4 separate regions of the Oryctolagus cuniculus genome follow, and regions 2, 3 and 4 are each linked to region 1. A link is a contact called in public Micro-C data. All regions are on one chromosome and are shown on one strand. The core of a region is the stretch at or near the end of the contact, and the rest is flanking DNA. Distances in the headings are between cores, read along the strand shown. Region 1 holds the start of JADE1 (jade family PHD finger 1). Region 2 holds the start of SCLT1 (sodium channel and clathrin linker 1). Region 3 has its middle 110 kb from the start of PGRMC2. Region 4 holds the start of PGRMC2 (progesterone receptor membrane component 2).

The links. A called contact is a pair of places that touch in the nucleus more often than the background predicts.
Region 2: a contact with region 1 is called in a Micro-C map of ear pinna, with 3 times the contacts expected there. The contact joins the promoter of SCLT1 here to the promoter of JADE1 in region 1. A contact is called at or near these places in 2 of 6 Hi-C or Micro-C datasets (ear pinna and an unstated tissue).
Region 3: a contact with region 1 is called in a Micro-C map of ear pinna, with 4 times the contacts expected there. The contact joins the enhancer-like site here to the promoter of JADE1 in region 1. A contact is called at or near these places in 2 of 6 Hi-C or Micro-C datasets (ear pinna and psoas muscle).
Region 4: a contact with region 1 is called in a Micro-C map of ear pinna, with 8 times the contacts expected there. The contact joins the promoter of PGRMC2 here to the promoter of JADE1 in region 1. A contact is called at or near these places in 2 of 6 Hi-C or Micro-C datasets (ear pinna and an unstated tissue).

The regions. Positions count from the first base shown.
Region 1 is chr8:35,952,054-35,954,915 of mOryCun1.1, reverse strand. It overlaps JADE1 (jade family PHD finger 1), which reads left to right and starts at 1,271. Exons shown (of 11, transcript XM_051819883.2): 1 at 1,271-1,360.
Region 2 is chr8:35,599,477-35,602,430 of mOryCun1.1, reverse strand. It overlaps SCLT1 (sodium channel and clathrin linker 1), which reads right to left and starts at 1,517. Exons shown (of 21, transcript XM_017347573.3): 1 at 948-1,517. The coding sequence starts at 981. C8H4orf33 (chromosome 8 C4orf33 homolog) reads left to right here and starts at 1,563. Exons shown (of 6, transcript XM_008267961.4): 1 at 1,563-1,646.
Region 3 is chr8:36,344,891-36,347,957 of mOryCun1.1, reverse strand. No RefSeq gene overlaps it. Among named protein-coding and RNA genes, the nearest start is that of PGRMC2, 110 kb to the left of the region's middle. Within about 2 kb of position 1,722, at least 5 of the 8 cell types and tissues checked have an H3K27ac peak or open chromatin away from gene starts, as enhancers often do. A contact at or near this core is called in ear pinna, where this site is marked.
Region 4 is chr8:36,456,214-36,459,390 of mOryCun1.1, reverse strand. PGRMC2 (progesterone receptor membrane component 2) reads right to left here and starts at 1,317. Exons shown (of 3, transcript XM_002717245.5): 1 at 689-1,317. The coding sequence starts at 1,106.

The sequences.
Region 1 (2,862 bases), core at 22-2,521:
CACAGAAAGAGAGAGGGAGAGAGAAAGAGCTTTGCTCTGCGGCTTCACTCCTCTAAATGCCTGTAACAGCTTGGCCAGGCCCAAGCTGGGAGCTGGGAATTCAACCTGGGTCTCCCATGCTGGTGGTAGGGACTCAACTATTTGATTCACCACTGATGCCTCCCAGGGTACACATTAAAAGGAAGTTGGAACTGGAGCTTAGAATTGAACCTAGGCACCCCCATATGGGACACTCAAATAGCTTCTTAACTGCTGTGCCAAATGCCTCAGGTGCCTGCCCCTGAAGCCTGTGTAATTTTACTTTTGCAGACAGTATGTACAGGGTGCACCACTGAAAATAACAGTGACTGCAGTATAATACCTTATGCTAATAGTAACGATGATAGCTGCCATGTGGCTTTTCCCAGCTCTTAACAGCATCGCCCGTATTTACACTCTAGTAAAACAGGAGAGGAAGAGAGAAGGACATGTACTTAAGACTTCTACTGGCTTACTTTGTTTTCTGGAAATAATTGAAATACCCAATTAGTTTTGTTTGCCATTTATGAGATTATAATGTTCTAGATGTGGGTGTATGGGTTGGTGTGTGATTGTGTGAAATCAAATCTGATATATTCAGAATTATTGCAGTGGATAAGTATGCCTTTTGGGCTTGATATTCAATTTTGTAATTAGTAATCACTGTTCCCATTTATTGAATGGGAGTTTTAATCTGTACTTTTTCCCTTTTCCTTTTGAAGCTCAATGTCACACCCACCCATGTTTCCTTAGGGGACCTGTGAAAAAAATCTGTTACCCTACATTTAAAAGCAAGTTTGTATTCTGTGGAAAACCAGTAACCACTTATTTTTGCATATAAATACCCCCCCAAATGAATCTATTATGATGAATTTTATATTAGTCTCAAGTTCTAGTTTTAGCATTAGGCTGGAACCTCATATTTGGAAGATGTCCAGTCCTATAGCACTGTGGTATCTATCTAAAAATGCTCACGTATCTCTTGATGGACTAATATCCATTTGCAACGAGTAGTTAGTTCCACGTGAATCTAGGTGAAGAGGGTGTTCCTTTTCTAGAAGTAGATTACCTGTTTACAAACGTCATTCTAATCCGCAACTCCCTAAAACTGTTACTATAAAAACAATAGAACTATTCTGCCGTTCCGCCTAAAAACAAAACCTTTCACCCAAATTACACGCCTTACTAGCCACATTTTTACCTCCATGATGTTACGCTAATTTGAAAGAATGTATTTCTAAAGCTCAGACAAGAGTTGGAACTGGGACAGCAGCTCGAAGAGATCCTTTCAAAGCCCACTCCTGCGCCTTGGAGACACCTCAAGAATTCGCAGGCTGCAAAGGTAGGTGACGGAAGCGACCTCGGGAGCTGCGCACCGCCGCTCTCGGCGAGCGCCCGCGGACACAGGCCGAGCCAGCAGCGGCGAGGGCCGCGAAGAGTTAACCAGGGACCGAGCCCCCCGCGCCGCGGGCTCCCCGCGCTCTCCCCCGCCCGCCCGCCCGTCCCCACCCTCTGCTTTTGGCAAGGGATTAAAGTGCTCCCCCCTGTGGCAGCAGTGACCCAGAAATGAGTTTGATTCACACAGTCCTCCCTCCATAACAAGCCCAACGCCCGTCCGAGAGTGCCTCCGTGCGCGAGTGCCGGCTGTGTGCGCGCCGGCGAGAGCAGGGGCCCGCCCGGCTCCCGCCCGTCCGTGCGCCGCGGCCCGAACTCATGCGGCGCGGAGCCCAGCGCTTCGGCCGAACCCCTCCGCAGCAGGTAGGCGCGCGGGCCGCGGGGGCGGGGGGCGGCGCGCGGGTGTCCGCGCGTGTCCGCGTGGGGGTCCGTGTGCGCGTCCTGGGCCCGCGGCGGCGGCGGCGGCGGCGGCGGCGGCGGCTGCGGCGCGGCGGCGGCTGCAGGACGAGCCCAGAGGCTCAGCCATATTTGATGGTTTTGTTGCTTTGCTCGGGAGTTCTCGGGAGTAATTTAATGCCGAAGGTCGCTGCCTAGTGGAAATAATATAGTACGTCATTAATATGGCGCCAAAAGATTGGGTTGTCGATATGCAGCGAGGAGGGAGGGAGGCAGCCGCCGGTGCCGCGTTACTATCCCACCAGTAACTTGGGCATTGCCGGGGCGGGGGCCGGAGGAGGAGGAGGACAGGATGGTTTTTGGATCCTGAAAATTGATCTGTGTTGGATCCGTAAGTTTTATTGTGATGGTGATTTTTTTTTTTTCCATATCGCGAGGCTGAAGACTTAGCTTTCTCTTCTTTCGAATTTGCGAAGAACATGCCGGTTTCAGGTGAATCGTCAATTAAACGCGTTTAGGAGCAGGAGCCCAGTTTAGTTGGCTTTAGTTGATAGAATTTTCTCAAAAGCCAAAGTGCATTTAGGCTGCATGAAAGTGGAAAGCATAGTAGCAACTTGGTAGACAGATGGCAATGGCAGAACGCAGGTTCGCGTACATATATGAATCCAGAGTACGTGTGACCGTGTATGTATGTGCGTGTTGGTGGTGGGGGGGTGGGAAGGAGGACTGTATTTGTCCAATCATAGGTGTGTGAAGGTACATCCGTGCGGGGTGGCCGCAGTCCTCGCTCTTGTCACCGCGTCACCACATGTCCAAAATATTCATTGCATCAATTCAAGGGCAGTGAGCAAGGGGGTGGAGGGACAGCTTGGCAATGAGATTCTTCCAAAATGAGATTCCAGGGATCAGATCTTTTACTTGCAGCAGGACCATAAAGTGTAAAACCCTTCACTGGTCAAATCGGGCAGGAGTTGCATTGGTAGAGCAAAGTACCGATTAATCATGAACTTAAAACGGATTGCAAATTGTAACCTTTGGCACCATCTGCTGATT
Region 2 (2,954 bases), core at 268-2,767, 350 kb after region 1:
CAACTGAATTTCTTCCAGTGGTTCCTATAATCTGTGCACTGAGCCAAACTTGTTAGCATGCACAACACTAAACCCTTCACCATCTACCACCACTCTACCCCTCTCAGCTCACCTATTTCCCTGTATGAACCTCCATATTCCATTCCAGCCAACCTTGTTCTAAGTCTTTAACAAAGCAGATTCCCAATCCTCTCAATGTTGCAAATACTGTTTTAGTTGGGATGCTCACAGTTTTTTATGGAGGAAATTGATACTGGTAGTTCAAATGTAAGTCCAAAGGGCATTTTCCTTGATCACAGCTTAGCAAAAATCCTATAAATTAATATTTGTTTACTAAAATGCATCAAATACTATTCTAAACCCTTTACATATTTTATTGCTCATTTAATCATTCTGACAACTGAGGAAACTGAGGCAAGAGTTAGCAGTTGCTGCCACTTCATTCCAATTTATTAAATTTACATATTTACCTTCCCAAATCAAATTCTTGGAGGGTGAAAACGTCCTCCTTATCACTGCAGGGTTATGATTGTACGGTGCCTGGCATATACTAGAAATAAGCTCAGTAACATATTTTGAACAAACAGCCCGAGCTGTGCCTTTCGGTTCTGTTCTAACTGCAGACTTGGAAACTCTTCCTGGCCATCAGCCCTGTAATGTCTTCAGAGCACGAGAGGAGCATAACAAACATGTTTAGTGTCTAGAATGTCCTATGTAAGCTTCAGGACCCACAAGGATTTATCAAACGGTTCCGTTTAAGGATACACATATCGGTGTGCATGCACCAAGATTTTTTCCGCAGCTAACTTTAAGCTTTTACAAATTTCCATGAACCCAACAAGGCATTTCAAAAAAACATGCGCTGTCAACAAGAACACTAAACATTGTGCACTACGATTTTTCAAAAAAAAAAAAAATATATATATATATAGGAATATGGAGCTTACTTTGGTCTCTCAGAAAGTCAATTTCCGTGGCCATTTCGACAGTTTTAATTTGGAGCTTTCACTACCTTTAGCTTCTGAAAAACACGGAGCTCGCTATGCGGGAAAACAAAACTAAGCAAGGATCCGGAGGCTGTCAGGCGGTGTAATCAGCATCCCATTCACGCGGCGCCCGCAGCCCTGACGCTCTGCCTTCTCCCGACTCCCAGACCAGTCCCTCTCCCTGGCCAGAGATTTCCGATTCCAGGGTTGATAAGGACGCGCCAAGTGAATTCTGTTCCACGTTCAACCGAATCCCACCGGGTGGGACAGGGACGCGGGGCGACAGGCGTCCCGTAGGTTCCTAGAGGTCTTGTCCTGCAACCTAGGAGTGCACCAAGGGAGCCGGCGGGCAGCCTGGAGGCGGCATCCTTCACGGAGCGAGGGGGCGACGCCAAGATGGTAGGGAAGCCCCGGGCCAGCAGCGGAAGTCCACTCGGCCCGCCCTGCGACTTTGAAACCGGTGCCCCGGACCGCTCCTTGGAGACGGTGACGCCGCCTGCGTCATCACGCGAGCGTCCGCCTTACGTCATCGCGCTCCTGAGAAATCTAGCAGGCTATTGGCTAGCTGTCGAGCGATGGGCGGAACCTTGAGAAATTGGATGACAGCAGGCTGAGCCACCGACTTGGCGCCGCGGGCAGCGGCGGGCAAGTGTCTAACAGGTGGTGGGCCCAGTGTTTGTTTTCTCTTTCTTTTGTAGAAAACTAAAAATTGTAACGTGAGTAGAGCATTAAATGGTTTCAGTATCTTTGGGTTATTAATATGCTGTGCACATTCTTGACAGGGGTCTCTCGGGGTGGAAAAGTCGTAGGTTCCCGCGGCTGGGGGCGGAACCGAGGCTGCGGTCCTCAGAGTCCCTCGCCAAGCGGCGTCTGTGGAGAATTTCTGTATATGGATATGTTTATCTCCAGAAACTAAGTACTGGCTTGGCCCTCGGAGCTCTCTAACGAAAGGAGGAAGCTACTGTTTAAATATTTAGCTGTGTGGTAGGAAGGGATGTGGTTGGAAGTCCTCCAAAGATCTGCCAATTCCGCAGTTTTTTCTTCACATTGGTTCCTCGAATAGAGAAAAATTACACTTTTTGCAGGAGAGAAGTAGGTGAAATTTACATTCCTGAAGAGATTACAATTTCCTTTTTTAAAACATTGGTTTTGTCTGAGTTTAAATCTCACTTTTTTTTTTAAAGAAAAAGATTTATTTATTTAAAAGAGTTTCTGAGAGGGAGAAATGACAGGGGGGAGGAGAGGGAGAGGAAGAGAGAGAGAGAGAATCTTCCATCAGCTGGTTCACTCCCCAGATGGCCACAATAGCTGCAGCTGGGCAAGTCTCCCACTTGGGTGCAGGGGCCCAAGGACTTGGGCCATCTTCTACTGCTTCCCAGGCCATAGCAGAGAGCTGTACCCAAAGCAGAGCAGCAGGGACAGGAACCAGATTCCCTGTGTGATGCCTGTGCCACCAGGTACTACAGTGGGCCCAAAATTTCACTTTTTAAAAGTCAGTTAACATTGGAGGAAATCTCAATACTAGCAATAAAAATGTTAATTTGAAGCAAATCACTAGTTTTCTTGTTTTTAAATAGATTGTATTGTTATGGATTGAAGAAAAGTTTTGCCAAGCAGACTTGTCATAAATACACCTGAATATAGCTTTGGCTTTCTCTTTAACAGTTTAAGAAATTTTATTGTCCTAAACTCATAATGTTCTCTAAGCAGAATAATGACACACATTTAAAAATGTGTCAGTGTTTTCAGCTGGTTATTTGAAGGCCTATTATGGACCTTAGAGCATATTCACTATTAATAGAATGAGATGTTCCCTTCCTTTCAAAACTAGAGGTAAAATACAGATATGTAGTAAGTAAATATAAAGAGATTTGATTTAGTTTTGACTTGCTGGAGATATTGTTCTTGTTTTTAGTGACCATGAAGTTAGCACAAAAATTTGTTGGAAGGAAAATTGTGCAAACGCCA
Region 3 (3,067 bases), core at 473-2,972, 390 kb before region 1:
GCCTGAACAACTATACTTAATATGTAAATGCTTAGAGTTTCCTGGAAAATAGGAGGCAGTGCAGTTTAGCAGGGAAGAGCATTGGGTTGGGAGGCAGAGAGCTTTATCCAGCAACAGTTCTTTGTTTTTATAATTTTTAAATTTTAAGATTTAAAAAATTATTTATTTGAAAGAGAGAGAGAGAGATCGAGAAATCTTCCATCCTCTTGTTCATTCCCCAGTCAGGGCTGGGATGGGCTGAAACCAAGAGCCAGGAGCTTCTGGGTCTCCCATGTAGGTGTCAGGGGCCCAAGCACTTGGGCCATCTTCTGCTGCTTTCCTAGGCCATTAGCAGGGATCTGGTTCGGAAGTGGAGCGACTGGGACTTGACCCTGAGCCCATATGGGATGCTGACACTGCAGGCGGAGGCTTGATGCGTTATATTGCAGTGTGGGCACCAAGCAATAGTTCTGTCAGTTACACAGCCTCTTGGTCGCTCAGTTGCCGCATCTGTAAAATGCACACGTTTCCTCATGAGGCTACTGCAAGAACGATATATATATATGAGTTGCTGAAACACATGTTGAGTACTCCAAAAAAAGTTGGAGATGGGAGTGTGCTCAGGGCACCTTGGCATCCAACTGTTTAGGGAGAGGCACTCCTTTCCATCATTTTGAACTCTAACAGTATTGAGGGAAATTGCAAAAACAAGAGGGACAAATGGCAATTTGTTGCTGTCAGTATTGTAAACATAAGTGTGAGGGTGGGGGAATTTGGTTTAGCTGAGTCATTTTGGATCTGTCCAGTCCCATCTAAGAACTCTGCTTGCGTAAGATGGGTGACATCGGTGAGAAACAAGAAGCAGGCCTGGGCACAGTCTTTCTTCTTATTGCTGGGCATGGGGCAGAGCTGGGCTGTCCTGGGCTTTGCTCACTGTTACAAGGCTCTCCAACTCTAGGGGGTGGAAAATTCAAACAGGGAGCTTGATAACAGGCCAGTTACCAAAGCTTCATCCACAGAAATTCCAAGTCAGCAGGTGGGCGGTGTGGCCCAGCGACCAGCTTGTTTGCAGACTTTCTCAGCGCTTCTGATGCGGGAGTCTAGAAGCTGCACTTTGAGAAAGATTGCCCTGGTGAGACTGGAAAGGAAAATCCCATTGCTGGAGGCAGGAGCCCCAGCCTTCCCCCAGTGTGATGGTTGCTCTGACAAGACGGAAACGTAAAAGCCAATTTTGCTTTATTGTGAGCTGAAACACTACCAAATAACTCTTGTTAATTGTTTCTCACAACACTGCCTGGAAGACTTAATAGTCATTCTGGTTGATCCAAGAGGAGTCAGGGACACAAGGAAGATTTCTTTAAAGGTACAGTGTGGTTTGGTGCAAGCATGAATTATGGGCAAACATTACATAGGTCCTTCCATTTGTCCCCGACCATCTGGGTATTGCTAAACACATCTGCTCCTTCTCCTCGAGAGATGCTCCAGTGTTGCCACGTGACTCAAATTATGTCAAGAGAGGGGCCTGCATTTGTCCCCTTCTCTGGTCTGCAGGGATGGCTCCGGGGAGCCTGGGTTTGCTGTGATTGGCATTCATTCAGGGCCCGGGTATTTAACTGTGAATTTTGATTTGGGTGTTTGCCTGGTGTGATATTCTGCCAGGGCCTTCCCAGTCTGTTCTCCGCTGTTTTGCTCCTGAAGATTTACAGCTAATGAAGGGATAAAGAAAGGTCGCAGCGAGAGGCAGCAGCATGTGGTGGTGACTCATGGTCTGGGCCTGGTGTGGAGCCAGTTTGGGTGGAACGCGCGCCTGGCTGCTGTGCCTGTTTGCACGTGGCTCTCAGCCATGGCTCTGCAGGAAGCAGTTTCTTGCCTGTTCCTGGTCACGGGGAGGGTCTGGTCATTCTACTGTCCCCTGCTGTTATGGACTCCGGTCAGGGCCATGAAGTCTGGTGGCTGATTGACAAAGAATCCCATAGTCGGGGAGTGAGGCGCTCAGGAACCAATGAGTAGGCCAGTCCTGGGAGGGCTTAGGGTTGGAGACCAGCCAGATTCACCAGAACTGAGGGGCACATGGACAGCAGGGGCTGAAGGAAGCCAGGTGAGGCTGCTGCTGGCAGGGTGGGCTTCTAAACCTCAGCACCATTGCATTTCAGACTGGATAACTTGTGTCGTGGGGGGGCTGTGTGGTGCACCATAGGGTGGTTGCAGCAGCTCTGGGCCCTGCCCACTAGAGGTTGGAAGCCTGCCTGCCCCTTCAGTTAACAGAACCACCAAAACCACTCCTGGTGGAGAACTGCTGTGGTGTGGCTGGGTAATAAATAAATTTAAAGGTTTATTTATTTATTTGCAAGTTGAAAGACAAAGTTACAGAGAGAGAGAGAGAGAGAGAATCTTCCATCTGCTGTTTCACTACCCAAATGGCTGCAGTGAAGAGGGTTGCGCCAGGAGCCAGGAGCTTCTTCCACAACTCCCATGTGGGTGAAGGAGCCTAAGGACTTGGGCCATATTTTGCTGCTTTCCCGGGTGCATTAGCAGAGAACTGGAACAACCAGGACTTGGATAGGCGCCCATATGGGATGTCAGCACTGCAGGCCATGGTTAACCTGCTACACCACTTCTAAGGATATTTTACCATTAACAGGGCAGGAGAGATTTTCAAATGGATGGTTGTTTTGTAGTGAAGCTGACATCGAGAACCAAATGAACTTCAGTCTGAAAAATGACATTAGCAGATTGCACTAGCTTCAATTACATGGACTTCTCCTCTATTCATGTCCAGCCAATCAGCACTTACTCTTGTGAGCTGTGGAGACTGGGGGTACCTGTTCAGAAAAGGGGAATTTCAACAGAGTTGCAAAGGGCTTTTCTGGGACCTCCAAGAGGTGCGGGCTTCTGCTCAGAAGCCTGATAGTCACTGATGTCCGCTTAGTCTCTCTGTGTGACATTTTGTTCAGCACAGTCACGAGGCAGGTTTTAGCATTTCGGCAAGATTCTAAAAGCATCTCTGGGATTCCCCTGTGTTCTTAATCCCTTTTGCCTTGCTCTGGTGATCTTGTCCTTTCTAGAGGATAATGTGCGTGATACCTGT
Region 4 (3,177 bases), core at 68-2,567, 500 kb before region 1:
GAGCTCCGCCCCCAACACTTAAGGGCGAATATCCTTGCCCATCTTTAATCAGATCTGCCTTTCCGACGGTCCTCATCCCACATACATTGTTAATCTTGGAAAGCATCTCAGAACGCAAACTGGTTTTAAAAGACGTTGCTTATACGTCTGGACTTCACAGCCTGGAAGGGCTGGGACTGGGAATTACGTGTCCCTAAACGTGGCCTTATGAGGAGTGGTAGGCAGAAAGGGAGCCGGATCAGTGGCAGAAAAAAGTGTGAATTACCAAGGCCGGAACTTTAGATCCCTACTTTAGAAATCTTCCCTCCCTCCAGCCCGCACCCATCCCCGGAATTAGAAAGCTCAGGAAAGGTGGAGGGCCAGTTCGGCTGGAGGCAACTATTTAAGGATTTTGCAAAATTCGGCTGAAGAAGACGCTGCGAGGAGAGACGGAATGGGAGACAGACGAACGCTGAGAGCTGGTCCCTGGGGTCCCAGGGGGACCCCGACCTGCTGGAAAGCCGACGGCGTCCGCAGCAGGGGGCGTGTGGGGGGAGGGCCGTCCCAGGTGAGGCAGCCCAGGCGCGAGGGTCCAGGCGACAAGAAGACTGGGCGAACTAACCTGGTGCCCAGGGGCCTCCCCGTCAGAAGGGGGAGTCGTGCTTGCACTACAGGGGGTCCTCCCTCTCCCTTTCCAACTCCTCCTCACCAGGGCCGTAGAACTTGCTGCCTTTGGTCACGTCGAAGACTTTCCCATTGACCGCGAGCAGGATGCGCGGGGTGCGGGACCCGTCGTATTGGCGCAGCTGCTCCAAGCTGAAGTCCCGCTTCTTCATGCGAGGCAGAGAGGCGGCGGGGCTCTCCTCGCCCGCCCCGGCCCCGGATCCCAGACCCCGCCGCCCCCAGCGCACCCACAGCCGGTAGGCCCCCAGCAGCACCAGCGCCACCAGCGCCACGTTCAGCAGCATCTCCCCGCCCCCCGTCAGAAGCGCCAGCACCGCCGCCGCCCAGCCGCCCCCTTCCGCTGCTGCTCCCGCGCCGCCTGGGCTCTCGCTGCTGCCGTCGCTACTGCTCTCGCTGCCACTCCCCAGGGTGCCTAGCTTCACGTCCCCATCACCCGCCGCCATCACTGCCCGCCAGCGCCTTCCTCCTCCTCCCCGCCCCCTGCCCTCCCCAACCCCAGGCCGGCCCCGCCCATGAGGGGGGACTTCCCAGCCAATAACGTGAGGGGAGAGGGCGGGGACAGGCCGCCTCCTGATTGGGTGTTGACGGGGTAACGTTGTCTCGGCTCTCTCCCCTCCTCCCTTCTTTTGCAGGCCGCGCTCGCGTGCGACGCCCCGCCCATCTCGCCCCACACTTCCCCGCTTTCGCTCCTCGCCTCGGATCTGTGAAACAGACGAGGAGGGCGGATCTGAAGAAAAACATGCTGCGCCGACAGCGCGCGTGCGCGCACGCGCGTGTGGGCGGGGCAAGGGCACAGCGCGTGCGCCGATGCCGGAGCGCCACGCGCTCTCCTTTCCAGAGCAGCCTCTCGGAGAGGCCCGCTCCCCCCGCCCCCCGTCTCCCTGCTGTGCGCGTGCGCGCGGGGCTCGCGTCTCTTCCCAGGCCTGGGTTCGCGGCCGTGAACTCCCGCCTCTTTGCTCTCGCCGCGCTCGGGCGCTTCACGTGTGCGGAGGCGGCCCTGGGGGCGGGCCGGCGCAGGTGGTGTGTGGGCGGCCTCGGCGCGATCTTAAATACTGGGAGCAAGTCGATGAGAGATGTCTGTTGCTCCCCCGGGAGCGTGGCCCTGGAGGTGGGACAGCATCCAGAAGTTTAGGCGAGGAGCTGGCCCTGGACTTCCCTGGTATCGGCAGTCTCGGTGGCGATTGCGCGGCGCCAAGCAGCCGCTCCCCTTGGGCTTTGCTCAAGGTTGCTGTTGTAGAACTCTTACTTGAGATTAACCGTTTAGTTTTTCTCTGGATCCTAATCTGTGGCACTTTGGATGTGGATGGGCTGGCGTGGTCCTTGTGTTTGCTTTAATTTTTTTTTCCATTAATTAATTTATTTGAAAGTCAGAGTTACACAGAGAGAGGAGAGGCAGAGAGAGGTCTTCCATCTGCTGGTTCACTCCCCAATTGGCTGCAATGGCCAGAGCTGTGCCAATGCGAAGGCAGGAGCTTCTTCTGGGTCTCCTGTGTGGGTGCAGGGTCCCAAGGACTTGGGCCATCTTCTGCTGCTTTCCCAGGCCACAGCAGAGAGCTGGATCAGAAGTGCAGCAGCTGGGACTGGAACCAGCGCCCGTATGGGATGCTAGCGCTGCAGGCAGTGGCTTTGCCTGCTATGCCACGGGCGCAGACCCCTCGCTTTAGTTTTATGTACAGTTTTGTTCCTGGGGTGTCCTTTGTACTTTCAAATCCTGGAAACCCCACATAGTCACTCCTGAAGCTTCTTTCTTGGTGCTGCTGTCTCATGCACGTGACTTACTTGCCCTCTTTCCTGTTGGGTCTGCTCTTTGTGTTCTCTGAGCCTTCCCAGACTACCTGGTTTGATGAGTGTTGGAACAAGGACGTAAGCCTTAGCCATGTTAGGGTCACATTACTCCTGCCTGCTTTCAAGAGGCCAGTTAAGTCTCACGCCCTATTATTCTCCACCCTACCCTCTGGGTTCTAACGCAAGTTTGGTAGCCAGTGGGCCAAACTTGAACCTGTGTGGGGAAACACACCTCCACCTACTGCCCTCCACCCCAGCTTCTAGCCCACCAAAGATATAAAGAGGCCCAGCCTGCTGGGGTCTGGGCCCTCTGCCATGTGTCCCTTCTGTGTGCCTCTGGCAGTTGATCACCCACCTCTGCGGATTTATTTTATTTGGGTAAATTCAGTCAGGCTATCAGTTCGTATTCTGTTTCCTCTCTCAGCCTTTTTCTTCACATTTGGTGTCCCACCGGAGGTGGTACCAGTCTGTGCCCCTTTTTCTTGTAATGTGTGACGATTTTTGTTTAATTTTGAGGAACTGGTGGTGTCTAAGAGAGGCATGGAGTAGCCGTGGGGCTTATGGTACGAGCCAAGGGAAGCAGTGAGCAGCCCATTTTGGCTGTAAGTGAAGAGGAGCAAAATCTGGAACTCCAGGTGGTTGTCTTTAGTATCAGGGAATTGACCGGGACCGTATCTGGTGTTGTTGGTCTTGGAGGAGTTGCTGAAGATTTTGACAGGGCAGGTAACA